Regions from separate parts of the Mus musculus genome. Here region 1 is linked to region 2. A link is a contact called in public Hi-C data. All regions are on one chromosome and are shown on one strand. The core of a region is the stretch at or near the end of the contact, and the rest is flanking DNA. Distances in the headings are between cores, read along the strand shown.

Region 1 (6,855 bases), core at 3,696-6,195, 640 kb after region 2:
GTTTTTATCTTGCCACCAACTTCTCTCTCTCTTTTTTTTTTCCTCCCAAAGACAAGGTTTCTCTGTGTAGCTCTGGCTGTCCTAGAACTAGCTCTGTAGACCAGGCTGGTCTTGAACTCGCAGATCTACATGCCTTTGCCTCCTGAGCACTGGGATTGAAGTTGTGGGCCACTACCACATGGCAACTCTTTTTCTAATTAAAAAAAAAATCCCAGTTTTGATCATGGTATTGTGGTAAAATGTAAATGAGGGTTATGATATTGCTCAGTGGTTAGAGGTGCCTACTAGCCAGGTCTGACTCCCTAGATTCAACTCCAAGACCCACATGATAGAAGGCAAGAACCAACTCCTAAAAGTTGACCTCTGACCTATACACTTCATGCACCATGGACTCCCAATAAGTAAACAAACAAACAAACAAACAAACAAAAAACGGAAAAAGTTATTTGAAAAAATATGTGAAAGCAATAATGAAACTCTTCATAATGTTTTAAAAACATGAAAAATTAAAAGTTAAAAATAACAAAATACGGAGCTGGAGAGGTGGCTCAATGGTTAAGAGCACTGACTACTCTTCCAGAGGTCCTGAGTTCAATTTCCAGCAACCACATGGTGGCTCACAACCATCTGTAATAAGGTCAGATGCCCTCTTCTGGTGTGTATGAAGAGATCAATGTTGTACTCATATACATTAAATACATACATACATACATACATAAATCTTAAAGAAAAACAAAATACACTAGGTTAAAAATATTTATTTATGGGTTAGAGAGCTCACTCAAAGGTTAAGAGCACTGGTTACTCTTCTGGAGGTCCTGAGTTCAATTCCCAGCACCTACGTGGTGGCTCACAACCATCTGTAGTAAGATCTGGTGCCCTTTTCTGGTGTGTAGGCAGAACACTGTATATATAGTAAATAAATCTTAAAATTCCCTGGAGTTGGAGTTACAGGCAGTTATGAGCTGCCAAATACATCTGCTGTGAACTGAACCCAGGTCCTATGCAAGAGCAGCCAGTGCTCTTAACTGCAGAACTATCTTTAACTCCCATTACATTAGATATTTGTGAGGACAAAATGAGGTAACTATATTCATTATAACACTGAAAACAGTGCCTGCAGCACAGGATTTACTAATACATGTCAGCTATTATAAATATATTAGAAATAGTGAATAATCTATTATTATAAGTAATTTATCCATAATATTATTATATATTCTCATGTATTTCTTTTTTCCTTCTCTTTTAAGATTAGAAGGTAAAGTAAGATCAGATTAAAAAACAATGTGTATGGGTGTTTTGCCTGCCTGTATACCAGTGCACCAAATTCATACAGTACCCACGGAGACCATAAGAGGGCGTCAGATCCCTTGGAAGTGAACTTACAGACATGGGTGATGAGAATCAAACCAAGGTCTTTTTGGAAAAGCAGTCAGGTCTTTCAACCACTGAGCCAGAGCACTCTAGCTTGTAAGATAAATTTTATTTTCAGAATTGATTTGGAAATTATGTATAGGTCATTTCCTCTGGCTACTAAATGGTTCAGATGTATGTGAACATTGTGAAACTTGTTGGCTAGAAAAGCTCTGGACCACCACCTAGCTCATGTTGTTTGTGACAGCGCCATCTGGAGGCTCAAAGAAGTTAAGTAACTTAGCAAGTTTGCAAAGCAAGTGGCAGAGGCACAAAGCCTTGACTTCAATGCATAGTGTAAGAATTTGGGGAGTCTAAATGTGGAGTGGTGTGTAAATGTTGCGGCCAAGCTGTATTTATTAACTTGGAGTGGTCCCTTGCAGGGAACATTGACCAGTGACTGGCTGATATTTTTTAGCTTTCTTTTTTTTTTTTTAAAGACATTTTTTATTAGATATTTTCTTCATTTACATTTCAAATGCTATCCCCAAAGCCCCCTATACCCTTCCCCCACCCTGCTCCCCAACCCACCAACTTCTGTTTCCTGGCCCTGGCATTCATTTTTAGCTTTCTTTTTTTTTTTTTAAAGTTTTTTCTTTTTCTTTTTTTTTTTATTCTTTTTTGTTTTTATTATTAGGTATTTTTCTCGTTTACATTTTCAATGCTATCCCAAAGGTCCCCCATACCCACCCCCCCAATCCCCTACCCCCCCACTCCCCCTTTTTGGCCCTGGTGTTCCCCTGTACTGGGGCATATAAAGTTTGCAAGTCCAATGGGCCTCTCTTTGCAGTGATGGCTAACTAGGCCATCTTTTGATACATATGCAGCTAAAGACAAGAGCTCCCGGGTACTGGTTAGTTCATATTGTTGTTCCACCTATAGGGTTGCAGTTCCCTTTAGCTCCTTGGGTAATTTCTCTAGCTCCTCCATTGGGGGCCGTGTGACCCATCCAATAGCTGACTGTGATCATCCACTTCTGTGTTTGCTAGGCCCCGGCATAGTCTCACAAGAGAGAGCTATATCTGGGTCCTTTCAGCAAAATCTTGCTAGTGTATGCAATGGTGTCAGCATTTGGAAGCTGATTATGGGATGGATCCCTGCACATGGCAATCACTAGATGGTCCATCCTTTCATCACAACTCCAAATTTTGTCTCTGTAACTCCTTCCATGGGTGTTTTGTTCCCATTTCTAAGAAAGGGTAAAGTGTCCACACTTTGGTCTTCGTTCTTCTTGAATTTCATGCGTTTGGCAAGTTGTATCTTATATCTTGGGTATCCTAAGTTTCTGGGCTAAAATCCACTTATCAGTGATTTTTTAGCTTTCTTAACTGGAGGTTTATTTACTATTGGTGATTAGTGGATAGAGGCCCACACAGCAAAGCATTGTTCACCACCACACTGAAGTAGTAAACTTGGTCCTGTAATCCCAGCTATTTGGGAGGTGGAAGCAAGAAGATCACAAGTTCAGGGAAGTCTGGGAAATAATAAAGGTCATGCATCAACCAAAATAGGGGCAGGCAGGTGGGCATGGTGGCCGTGCACACCTTCAGTCCCAGCACTCGGGAGGCAGAAGCAGGTGGATACATCTGAATTCAGTGCCAACCTGGTCTACAGAGCAAGTTCCAGGACAGCCAGGGCTACACAGAAAGACCTTGTGTGTCTGCAAGTGTAGCTGGCAACATACACACAAGTGTACACACAGCCCAGCCAAGATCCACTTCCCAGACCTTCCCAACCTCTCCTGGAAAAGTCAAAGATTTTCTCAGAAAAACAAACAAACAAAAAATAGAGGCATGGCTGTAATTCAGTGACACACTGCTTGGTTAGCATGCATGGGCACCCCCCTCCCCCATACACACACACTAGCAACAACAAGAAAAAACCAACACTATCATACCTTGGCATATGAGTCATAGAAGTGAATCATTTTGAACTTAGAAACCTGAGCCCTTAGCTAATATTGATTGTTATGTGGGATAGTGTGAAGATTATGGGAACAATGCATCAGTTTGTACCCCCAAGGTGGTTAAGGTTACAGTCTGCAGGGCAGGAGAGGTAGAAGAGGTGCCCCCAGTGTGAGACAGACCATGATGTACAAAGAGTCCTGACTGAGCTGTGCATAGTCAGCGTGGAGAGCAGAGGAGTGGAAAGGTGTTAGCCTTTGAATTAGATGTGTGAGTAAAGTTGAGCTGGTTTGAAAACACAGGACCTGTTGGGGATCAGCAGCCTAGTATGGTTGGAGCATAAGTGCATCTTTGTGAATGAAAGAAAGTGGACTGGAAAGGTGTGTTGTGACTAGAGCTTTGAGTTCATGGGGAGGACTCTAGCCCTGGTGCCCATATAGTGATAGAGAAGCCTTCCCTTCCAGAGTGGCCACTATGGGCCCCAGGACTGAAGAACTCAGAGAACTTTCCCTACAAAGGAAAGAAGTTGGACATTGCCAGAGGCAGGTGATCCTGGATTTAGGATCACATGATGCTGAGTATGCCACAGAGTACCTCACCCACAGGAGAAAGGTACATGGATAGAGATGATCTTGCTTCTGTGTGGTGGCTCTGTGAAGAGCTGGGAAACACTGGCTGTGGTGAAGACTAGAACAGATTCAGAACCTCTACCGAGTCTGCTTCAAAAGGGACAGACCATTCAACCAAGCCCGGGATGACTAAAATGTCTGCATGACTACTGCCTGCTAATAGGACTGACCTGGTTTGTATCATCACGAGCTTACTTGGCATACTCTAAAGTTATAGGACTCCTCATTTCTTTGCCTTCCACCACAAGCCTCCCACCCCCAGTTGAGCCCTGAGAAAATCTGTGACTTTTCCAGGAGAGGTTGGGAAGGTCTGGGAAGTGGATCTTGGCTGGGCTGTGTGTACACTTGTGTGTATGCTGCCAGCTACAGTTGCAGACATGTTGGGAATGTGCCTTAAAGTTTACAGAGTCCTTTGGGATAAAGAGGGTCCTTTCTTTTTGCTAATGAGGATTCTGGTACTGAGAAAGACTAACTTAATTACCCCAACTTGTTGCTAAAAGAGTATTTTAATGCACTTGTTGTTGGGTTTGCCATGTTTTCTACCCCATTTCTTCCCCACAAAATCAAATTAATCTTTGGTGTGCACATGGTTCTGGTGAAGTAGAAATTAATCTTGAGCCAGGCATGGTGGCACACCTATAATACTGGGACCCAGGATACTGTGGTCGGAAGAGTCCAAGTTTTCGGTCAGCCTGACTACATATCAAGAGCCTGTCTCAAGGGAGAGAAAAATAGAAGGGAGGAGGACGGACAAAATAAAGAGGAAGGGAGGGAGAGAAGGAGAAGAGAGAATATCATTTCATTGTATTTACCTGGGTTCGGGCTGCTGAAGACCATGGACATGAGCATCACTGGAAGCAACAGAAGGAAGGGAGAGGCTAGAAGCTTCATTGTGGCTGTCTGTTGGTTCTTAAAGGCTGTGTGGATTGTCACCAGTTAGAGGCTTCTGATTTCTTGTAACTGCTCAGGTGGAGTAGTGTCTACAATTTAATCCTACACAAGAACACCCTTGGGAAATCAAGAGCAGGAAGGCGGTGCTGGTCAGTTTAGTACCAGATTGGACCAGGTCTTTACGGGAATGTGGGAGGTAAAACTGGCCAAACAAAAGAAACCACACTCCAGAGAAAGGAACAAATGACTGACACCTTGGCATGTGTGTGTGTGTGTGTGTGTGTGTGTGTGTGTGTGTATGTATGCTTGACTCCTCCCCCACTGTGGGGGGTTTCATTCTCTAAGCTTTTTTCTCACTTGAATTTCCGTGTACCTTTTGGCTGTTTAGAGCAAAACCGAGGCACTGCAGGCTGACAAAGAGAGGCTGACAGCTGCGCTTCCTCTCTCCACCCATTTGTGATTGCCAGCACAGTAGATGGAAGTGCTACTGCCTGGACAGTTGTCCTGTCCTCGCACTGTTGACAGATTCATCCAGTTCCCTAGCCACTCACAAGGGAAGCAGAGTTCAGTTAAGAAGACGTTCACTTTGGGTGTGCTGGTGTGTGCCAGCACTGGAGGCTGAAGAGGGCTTTGAGTTTCCCCTCCCCTCCCCTCCCCTCCCCTCCCCTCCCCTCCCCTCCCCTCCCCTCCCCTCCCCTCCCCTCCCCTCCCCTCCCTTCCTTTCCTCTCCTCTTCAATTCTCTCTCTCTCTCTCTTAACAAAGAAAGAAAAACAAAAATGAAGGGCTAGTGGCTGCCTGGCGAGTGAGCTGATGATCTAACTTCAATCCCCACTGTTCACAGGAAGTAGAGAAATCAGTGCATTGTCCTTTGACTGCTATAGTCATTTGGTGCATGCACACTCCCCTCATCCTTAAATAACTGTAATGAAGAACGAAGGGCTAGGGATGTAGCTTAGAGATAAGATGCTTGACTAGCATGCACAAGGCTCCAGGTTTGATTCTCAGCACCATAAATAGCAAATAAAAACAAACCAGCAACAATGCACAAATAAAATCAGAGTCAGTTATCTTTGCCTCCAAACTCTTTCCTGGAGCAGTGGGGAAAACAAAGCCTCCTCTTGTTCATCAGGAAGTTGGCTATGGTTTAGTTGCTCCAATTTACAGGACACGGTGTGTGTGTGTGTGTGTGTGTGTGTGTGTGTGTGTGTGTATGTGTGTGTAAGATCACCAGAGCTTCAGGTCCAGGAATATATGAACTATAGGCAAAAAGGGATTCTTGAACTGTGTTGGTCCAGGTTGGTGGAGTTCTTGGTTCAAGGCAAAAGGAGAAAGCTGATAATGCCCACAGTCAACATTAAAGACGATTGTGCCAGCCAGCTCACGAGGGAGGGGAGCGTTTATTTCTGAAACTTGCACTCTTAGAGGTGTTATTTCATGGCCTGTCTGCCCTGTCATTTTTGAGCCTGTGCTGAGATACATCATGGAGAGAGTGCATAGTGGAGGAAACTGCTCACTTCTCGCATCTAGGAAGCAAAGAAGATAGCAAGAACCATAAACCTAATAGTTCATTTAAGGGTGTATACGCCACCATGACATAACTGTTTTCTACTGAACTCTGTCTCCTAAAGGTTCTTCTGATCTCCCACAGACTGGCTACCCAGCCTTTACCTCATGGGCCTTTGGGAAGCACTGAAGATCTAAATTATAACAATCTTGGAACATCAGCACTGAATTTGGTGTCTATTTGAGGGACTTTAAGACTGCCAAAGCAATAGGGATTGATGAACTTAAATATTGGGTGACATTTGTTGGAGCCAAAGGGACAATGAATAAGGAAGTCTTTTCTAGAAGCCTCCAGGAATGAGAGGATATATGAATTATTCCTTCAAAAGAAGTGAATTGATAAACAAAATTTTCATTATTTATTAATTTATTTACTTTATATCTTATTGCAGCCCTATCCTCCAGGACCCCCTCACACAGCCCCTTCCCCCCACTCTCCCTTTCCCTTCTC
Region 2 (6,841 bases), core at 4,021-6,520:
TAAATTTTATTTTACTTCTTGACCAGTTTCCCCTCCCTCCTCTCCTCTCATTCCCTCCCCACCACTTCCTGCCACCATCCACTCCTCCTCCATTTCCCTTCAGAAAATGAAGGGCCAGCCTTGATGGATATCAACCAGCCATGGTATAAGACATTGCAGTAAGACTAGGCACTTCCTCTTTTATTGAGGCTAGACAAGGCAACCCAGTGGGGGGAAAGCATCCCAAAGCAGACAACAGAGTCAGAGACAGTCCCTCTCCTGATGTTAGGGGTTCCACATGAAAACCAAGATGCACATCTGTAACATATGTGCAGAGGGTGTAGATTAGTGCCATGCAGACTTCATGGTTGACAGTTCAGTCTCTGTAGAGCCCTATGGGCCAGGCTATTTGATTTGGTGGATTTCTTGTGGTGCTCTTGACCCCTCTAACTCTTACAAGCCATCTTCCCCAGACCTGTTCCTCTGGACTCCCCAAGCTCTGCCTAATGATTGGCTGTGACTCTGCATCAGTTTCCATCAGTTGCTGGGTGAAGCCTCTCTGACATCAAATAGGCTAGATGCTGACAAATGAGTATAGCAGAATGTCAATAGAAAGTATTTCATTTGCTTTCCTTTTCTCTTTCTTTTTCTTTTTTTCCCATTTGTGTCTAGTTGTATCCTGATCTCTGGGCTATCCAACCTCTGGCTCCTGGCCCTCTGGGCAGTTTCAAGGGTGAGCTCCCTCTCATGGCCTGGGTCTCAAGCTGGACCAGCCATTGGTTGATCCCTCCCACAATTTCTGTATCACCTTTACCCCAGCATGTCTTGTAGCCAGGACAATTGCAAATCAAAGGTTTTGTGACTGGGTTGGTGTCCCAATGGCTCATCTAGGCTCTATCTCCCCCACTGCTAGAAATCTTAACTGGCATCACCGTCATTCATTCCTAGGAATTTCCATTGCTCTAGGTTTCTAGCTCATCCCAGAGAACCCTCCCAGTTCCAGTTGTCTCTCCCTGGAGACTCTCCCTCTAGAACACAAAATTGCCTCCCCTATCCCCTCCTTTGAAACCTTACTGGGGAAAAAAAAAAGAAATAGAGAACTAGTCTACCTCCCAAAGGCTTTCTGAGGGTCAGAAGGATATACCATGTTCTGGACACTTTTTTTAAAATTTTAATTGTATTTGTAATTCATTTTTTACACTGCATATTCCAATCCACGCCCCTCCCCTCCCACCCTCCAACTGCTCCACATCCCATACTTCCTCCCACTACATCCTGTCTCCACATGGATGCCCACACCCTCTACCGCATCTAACCTCTAAACTCCCTGGGGCTACCAGTCTCTTGAGGGTTAGGTGCATCATCTCTGAATGAACATAGACCTGGAAGTCCTCTACTGAATGTGTGTTGAGGGCCTCATATCAGCTGGTGTATGCTGTCTGTTTGGTGGTCCAGTGTCTGAAAGATCTCGGGGGACCAGATTAATTAAGACTGCTGGTCCTCTTATAGGATCAATATTTTCCTCAAATTCTTTCATCCTTCCCTAATTCAGCAACAGTGGTCAGCTGCTTCTGTCCATTGGTTGGGTGCAGATATCTGCATCTGACTCTCTCAGCTGCTTGTTGGGTCTTTCTGAGGGCAATCATGATTGATCCCTTTTTGTGAGCACTCCATAGCCCCAGTAATAGTGTCAGGCCTTGGGCCCTCCCCTTGACCTGGATCCCACTTTGGGCCTGTTGCTGGACCTTCTTTTCCTTAGGCTCCTCTCCATTTCCATCCCTGTAATTCTTTCAGACAGAAACAATTATGGGTCAGAGGTGTGACTGTGGGGTGGAAACCCATACCTCACTTGATGTCCTATCTTCCTCCTGGAGGTGGACTCTATAAGTTCCCTCTTCTTACTGTCCGGCATTTCATCAAAGGTCCCTCCCTGTGAGTCCTGAGATCTGGACACTTTTAAACATTTTCAAATATGAGAATTTAATTTGATTTTAAATCCTAGAAGAATGCACTAAAAAGAACATGTTGGTTTGCAAATGAGAATTGGCCTTTATGCTTTAGTCAAATTTACTTAGTAAGTGTGGATAAATTTATATCAACTTAACACAGGCTACAGTCATATGAGAGGATGGAGCCCCAATTGAGAAAATGCCTCCACAAAATCTGGCTGTAGGACACATGTAGGGGGTTGTCTTAATTAGTGATTGATGTGGGAGTGTCCAGCCCATTGTGGTTGGGGCCATCCCTGGGCTGGTGGTCCTGGGTTTTATAAGAAAGCAGACTGAGCAAGCCATGGAGAACAAGCCAGTAAGCATCACCCCTCCGTGCCCTCTGCAGCAGCTCCTGCCTACAAGACTGGCTCTGTCTGAGTTGCTGTCTAGATGTCCTCCAGTGATAAGCAGGTATGTGGACGTGTAGGCTGAGTAAGCTCTTCCCTCCCCCTTCTGATCACGGTGCTTCAGCACAGCAATGGCAACCCTGAGACAGTGAGTTTATGAATTAAAAGTACAAACTGAAATAACAACCACAGAACAGAAAAACACACTTGTGAATTGTATATATGATATGGCTTTTGTGTTTGGCATAAGTAACTGGTACAGCTTAGGAAAAAAAAGCAATGCTTAATTTTGGGAAATGCAAATTAAAGCTACTATGAGACGCCAGCCCACTCCAGTTAGAATGGCTGTAATCAAATTAGCTGATAACAAATGTTGAAGAGAATGTGGAGAAAGAGGAACACTTATTCATTGCTGGTGGGTGTGCAGATTTCTGTAGCCATTATACAAAGCTGTGTGGAATTCCTCAAAGAATTTGCAATAGCATATAATGCAGCTATTTCACTGGACATTTACCCAGAAACCCTGTACCCTACCATTGAGATATCTGCACCCCAATAATTATAGTTGCTCCATCCTCTATAGCAAGGAAATGGAACCAACCTAGAGCTCCATCAACAAATTAATACACAATGCAAGTCTATCACACACACACACACACACACACACACACACACGGTGAAGTAGTGTTTGTCTCTACAGAAAGATGAATCACAAACTTTACAGGGATGTGGATAGACTTAGAATATATCATGTTAAGTGAGATCATTTGATCTCAGGAAGAAAACCCCATATGTCCTTTCTTGTTTGTGGATCCTAGCTCTAATGTCTGCATGTACACATGTAATTACATATATAACATTAGGAAGGAGAACATAAAGGGGTTGGGTTTGGTTTGGTTTGGTTTGGTTTGGTTTGGTTTGGTTTGGTTTGGTTTGGTTTTCAAGACAGGGTTTCTCTGTGTAGCCCTGGCTGTCCTGGAACTCACTCTGTAGACCAGGCTGGCCTGAACTCAGAGATTCCTCTGCCTCTGCCTCCCGAGTGCTGGGGTAAAGGTGTGCACCACCACCTGGCAATGGTGCAGTAATTGTAAAGAGACAAAGTGCTCCCTCATGGGCTCACACATATGATGTACCTGGTGTGGGCCCTTTGGATGCTCTCTCGAATGTAACCGGTTTTGACGTAAAACAGGTCCTTAGCAAGCAGTGTCCACGTGGGACTCCATGCGGGGCCGCTGCCTTACTGGGAGACCTGGATCTGAAGTTCTGTCTTTCATCCTTTGAATGCTCCTGTACAGTGTAGTTCTGGTAAGTACCACCAATTAGGGACCATAGTTCTTTAAACAAGAATTTCAGCTATAAAAACTATAGAGAGTGAAGACACTGAGATGTATGCTTAAATAGTCATAATTATGAATTTATAAAACAAATTCCAAGGAATGCTGACTCACTGCTACTGCATCTCAAATACTAACACACCCGGAATTACACACACTAAGAAGCTTCCTTTTTGTGGTTTTTTTGTTTTTGTTTTGTTTTTTAAAGATTTATTTATTATTATACTAAGTACACTGTAGCTGTCTTCAGGTGCACCAGAAGAGGGAGTCAGATCTCATTACGGATGGCTGTGAGCCACCATGTGGTTGCTGGGATTTGAACTCAGGACCTTTGTAAGAGTAGTCGGTGCTCTTAACCACTGAGCCATCTCTCCAGCCCGTGTTTCTTATTGTTACAATTCTAAAATATGCTATTGTTGGTGAGTGAAAGTGCTTTGCTTTAATATTTAGAAGTCAGAATAAAACAATTTTAGAGAAAGCACAGTTCTAGGATATTGCTGCCCCAGGAACAAGATGTCCAACTAAGTTACTAGACACATGGGAACGGGGGATCAACCTCATTAGTCACCGTGGAACTGCAGATCAAAAGGCAGCCAGTCTCACTTCATGACTATAATAGTCTCTAGCAAAAAGCTGAATGGATCCTCAAAGGATCTCCACATCTGGAGCCTTTCTTGCTTAGCTCCATCATGGAGCTGGGAGCCTGGTTACCAACCTTAGGGCAGCCCAGATGTGAGCTGCAGATCTCCTCGTGAACACCAGGGGAGCCACTGAACCATATACTCAACAGAAAAACTCCTGAGGGATGAACATGTCTTGCAGCCTGGTTTCCATCCCAGTTCTGACACACCTGGAGCCAGTTCCTTCACCTAACCATACTCTGTCCTCCTGGCTCTTTCCTGTATCTCTGAGAACTCCATTCTGCAAGAACAACCAATGTGGTCCCTTCCATCCTCCATCATCCATGGGAGAGATGGGAAATCCCAGGGCATTCACCAAGGAGAACAGAGCCATCCTGGGAAGGTTACGGAGGGCACGGGCAGACCTGAATCACATTTGGCCAGCACAGGAAGATGGGGAGGTCTCCCTGGCGCCCTCCATAGGAAGATGGAGCACACAGTCCTCTTTCCAGGACACACAGGTCACGTCCTCCTGCACACCCAGGATATGAAGCCCCTGAGACAACTTGTATCCTAGGATCAGACACATGACTGGTGCCATCAGTGACGATGGATCAGGTCCTACCCAGTCATCACTCAGCTAGGCCTTTCCCAACCCTCCAGATAACTCTGCCACTTCCTGCCTGGAGTAAACCCCACCTCTGTGAGCATTGAGAGCAGGGCACACAGGGCTCCCATGGGGGTTTGTGTCACTCTAGGCTATAGAAAGTACAGGAATTCCTGCTGCAGTTGACAGCCCCAAGGCCAGGGCACAGGGCACTCCTCAGCCTTGCTGCTCGGAGTATGTTCTAGAACACTGAACTGGAAAGAGGAATAGAAGGACGGGAGGCCCGCACTGACAGGAGAACAGCATTGTCAGACTCACAGGCTCCACCCCCAGCCCACGTGAATCTGGGAGGTGCCCTCCTCTGGGAGGAGAATCAACTCTGCTAAGAAGAGCAGGGCAGATACCTGGGCAGCCAGGCTTAGCAGTAGTGTTGGAGAAGAAGCTAGCAGGCAGGCAGCAGAGACATGGAGCTGGCCTCAGCACATCTCCACAAAGGGCAGGTTCCCTGGGTTGGACTACTGCTCACAGGTAAGGAGATATTCCTTCCCAGTAGAGAGCAGGGGAGCTCAGAGACTGGCTGGGGTCTTCTGGGAGAGGAAAGGAACCTGAGAAGGGACATCTGGCTTCTGCTTGAAGCCTGAGGGCAACAGGAAGCTCGGAGTATTTGTGAATGTGAATTGGCAAATGGTGAGGAGAAACTCAGTTCTTCCCTATTGTTAAGTTTATCGCGCTGGCTAGGATATCCTGAAGACTGAAGTCCACAACTCTGTCAGGGTGACTCTCCACGTATAAACCAAACTGGGGCAAATAAACAGCATCCATACTACACTGAGAAATTTGCAAATACACTAGGCTCTGGGACACTGATTTGTACACGGGTATGTGAGCGTGTTCCGGGTAGCAGGGACTAAGCCAAAATCCACCTAGCCTCACAAAACCTCACAAAGCCCTACTTCTACTGGGCAGAAAGACAGACCAGCAAGGATATCTAGGTGGGGTCAGGTTGGCAAGCACTTCAGAAAATACAAAGCAGAGAAAGACCAGAAAATAAAGGCACAGGGTCTTTATAGAAAGTCAGAAAATATAGCCCTACATCCAGCAAAGACTCTGAGTGTGAGCTGGGGTCTGAGGGCAGTGAGCGGTGAGCTGTGTGAATGCCTGAGAAGAGCGTTTCCTACAGTGGAAAGATGCAGCGTTGCTGAGGAATGGAGGTGATGAGGCTGGCTGCCACTCAATAGGACACGCACTCACAGCAAGGCTGAGAGGTTTTGCAAAGGTCCTAACATTGATAGGTCTTTCTCTCTTCCCTCTTAGCCTCACTTTTAACTTACTGGAGCCCTGCCACTACTGCCCAAGTCACCGTTGAGGCTGTGCCGCCCAACGTTACTGCAGACAACAATGTTCTTCTACTTGTTCACAATCTGCCGCAGACGCTCCGAGTCTTTTACTGGTACAAGGGAAACAGTGGGGCTGGACACAATGAAATTGGACGATTTGTAACATCCATTAATAGGAGTAAAATGGGGCTTGCACACAGCGGCAGAGAGACAATATATAGCAATGGATCCCTGTTCTTCCAAAGTGTCACCAAGAATGATGAGGGAGTCTACACATTATATATGCTAGATCAAAACTTTGAAATTACTCCGATTTCTGTGCGATTTCATGTACACCGTAAGTAATTCTCTGTAACCTCGGGGTCATGGGTAGAGCTAATCCTGCTTCCCACACAGCACTGACAAGCCTTGATGACTCAACTATGTCCCCTACATTGTGGTGGGAACATTTAGTTCGGGGCACACAGAGGGGAGAAATACAGCAATAAACCGAGATGCCTCACTTGGACTCACTCCTTCAGAAAAGAGATTGTGAGGTAACTCAGTGTGAGGATGTCAGACTCTGCACAGTAACTTAGGCTGCTTATCCTGAGCATGGCCTCGAGAAAGACCCTTCAGGGCTCAAG

The links. Hi-C and Micro-C count contacts between places; a contact is called where the count stands out from the background.
Region 1: a contact with region 2 is called in a Hi-C map of embryonic stem cells, with 8 times the contacts expected there. The contact joins the promoter of Cxcl17 here to the promoter of Ceacam10 in region 2. A contact is called at or near these places in 3 of 39 promoter capture datasets (cranial neural crest and embryonic stem cells), 6 of 484 Hi-C or Micro-C datasets (embryonic stem cells, nephron progenitors and reprogramming fibroblasts), 2 of 115 datasets of contacts at active chromatin or transcription factors (both in embryonic stem cells) and 1 of 9 other capture datasets (embryonic stem cells).

The regions. Positions count from the first base shown.
Region 1 is chr7:25,407,941-25,414,795 of GRCm38.p6, forward strand. Cxcl17 (chemokine (C-X-C motif) ligand 17) reads right to left here and starts at 4,946. Exons shown (of 4, transcript NM_153576.2): 1 at 4,762-4,946. The coding sequence starts at 4,840. The region is part of intron 3 of 4732471J01Rik (RIKEN cDNA 4732471J01 gene); the gene reads left to right.
Region 2 is chr7:24,771,934-24,778,774 of GRCm38.p6, forward strand. Ceacam10 (carcinoembryonic antigen-related cell adhesion molecule 10) reads left to right here and starts at 5,271. Exons shown (of 4, transcript NM_007675.4): 1 at 5,271-5,406; 2 at 6,193-6,552. The coding sequence starts at 5,343.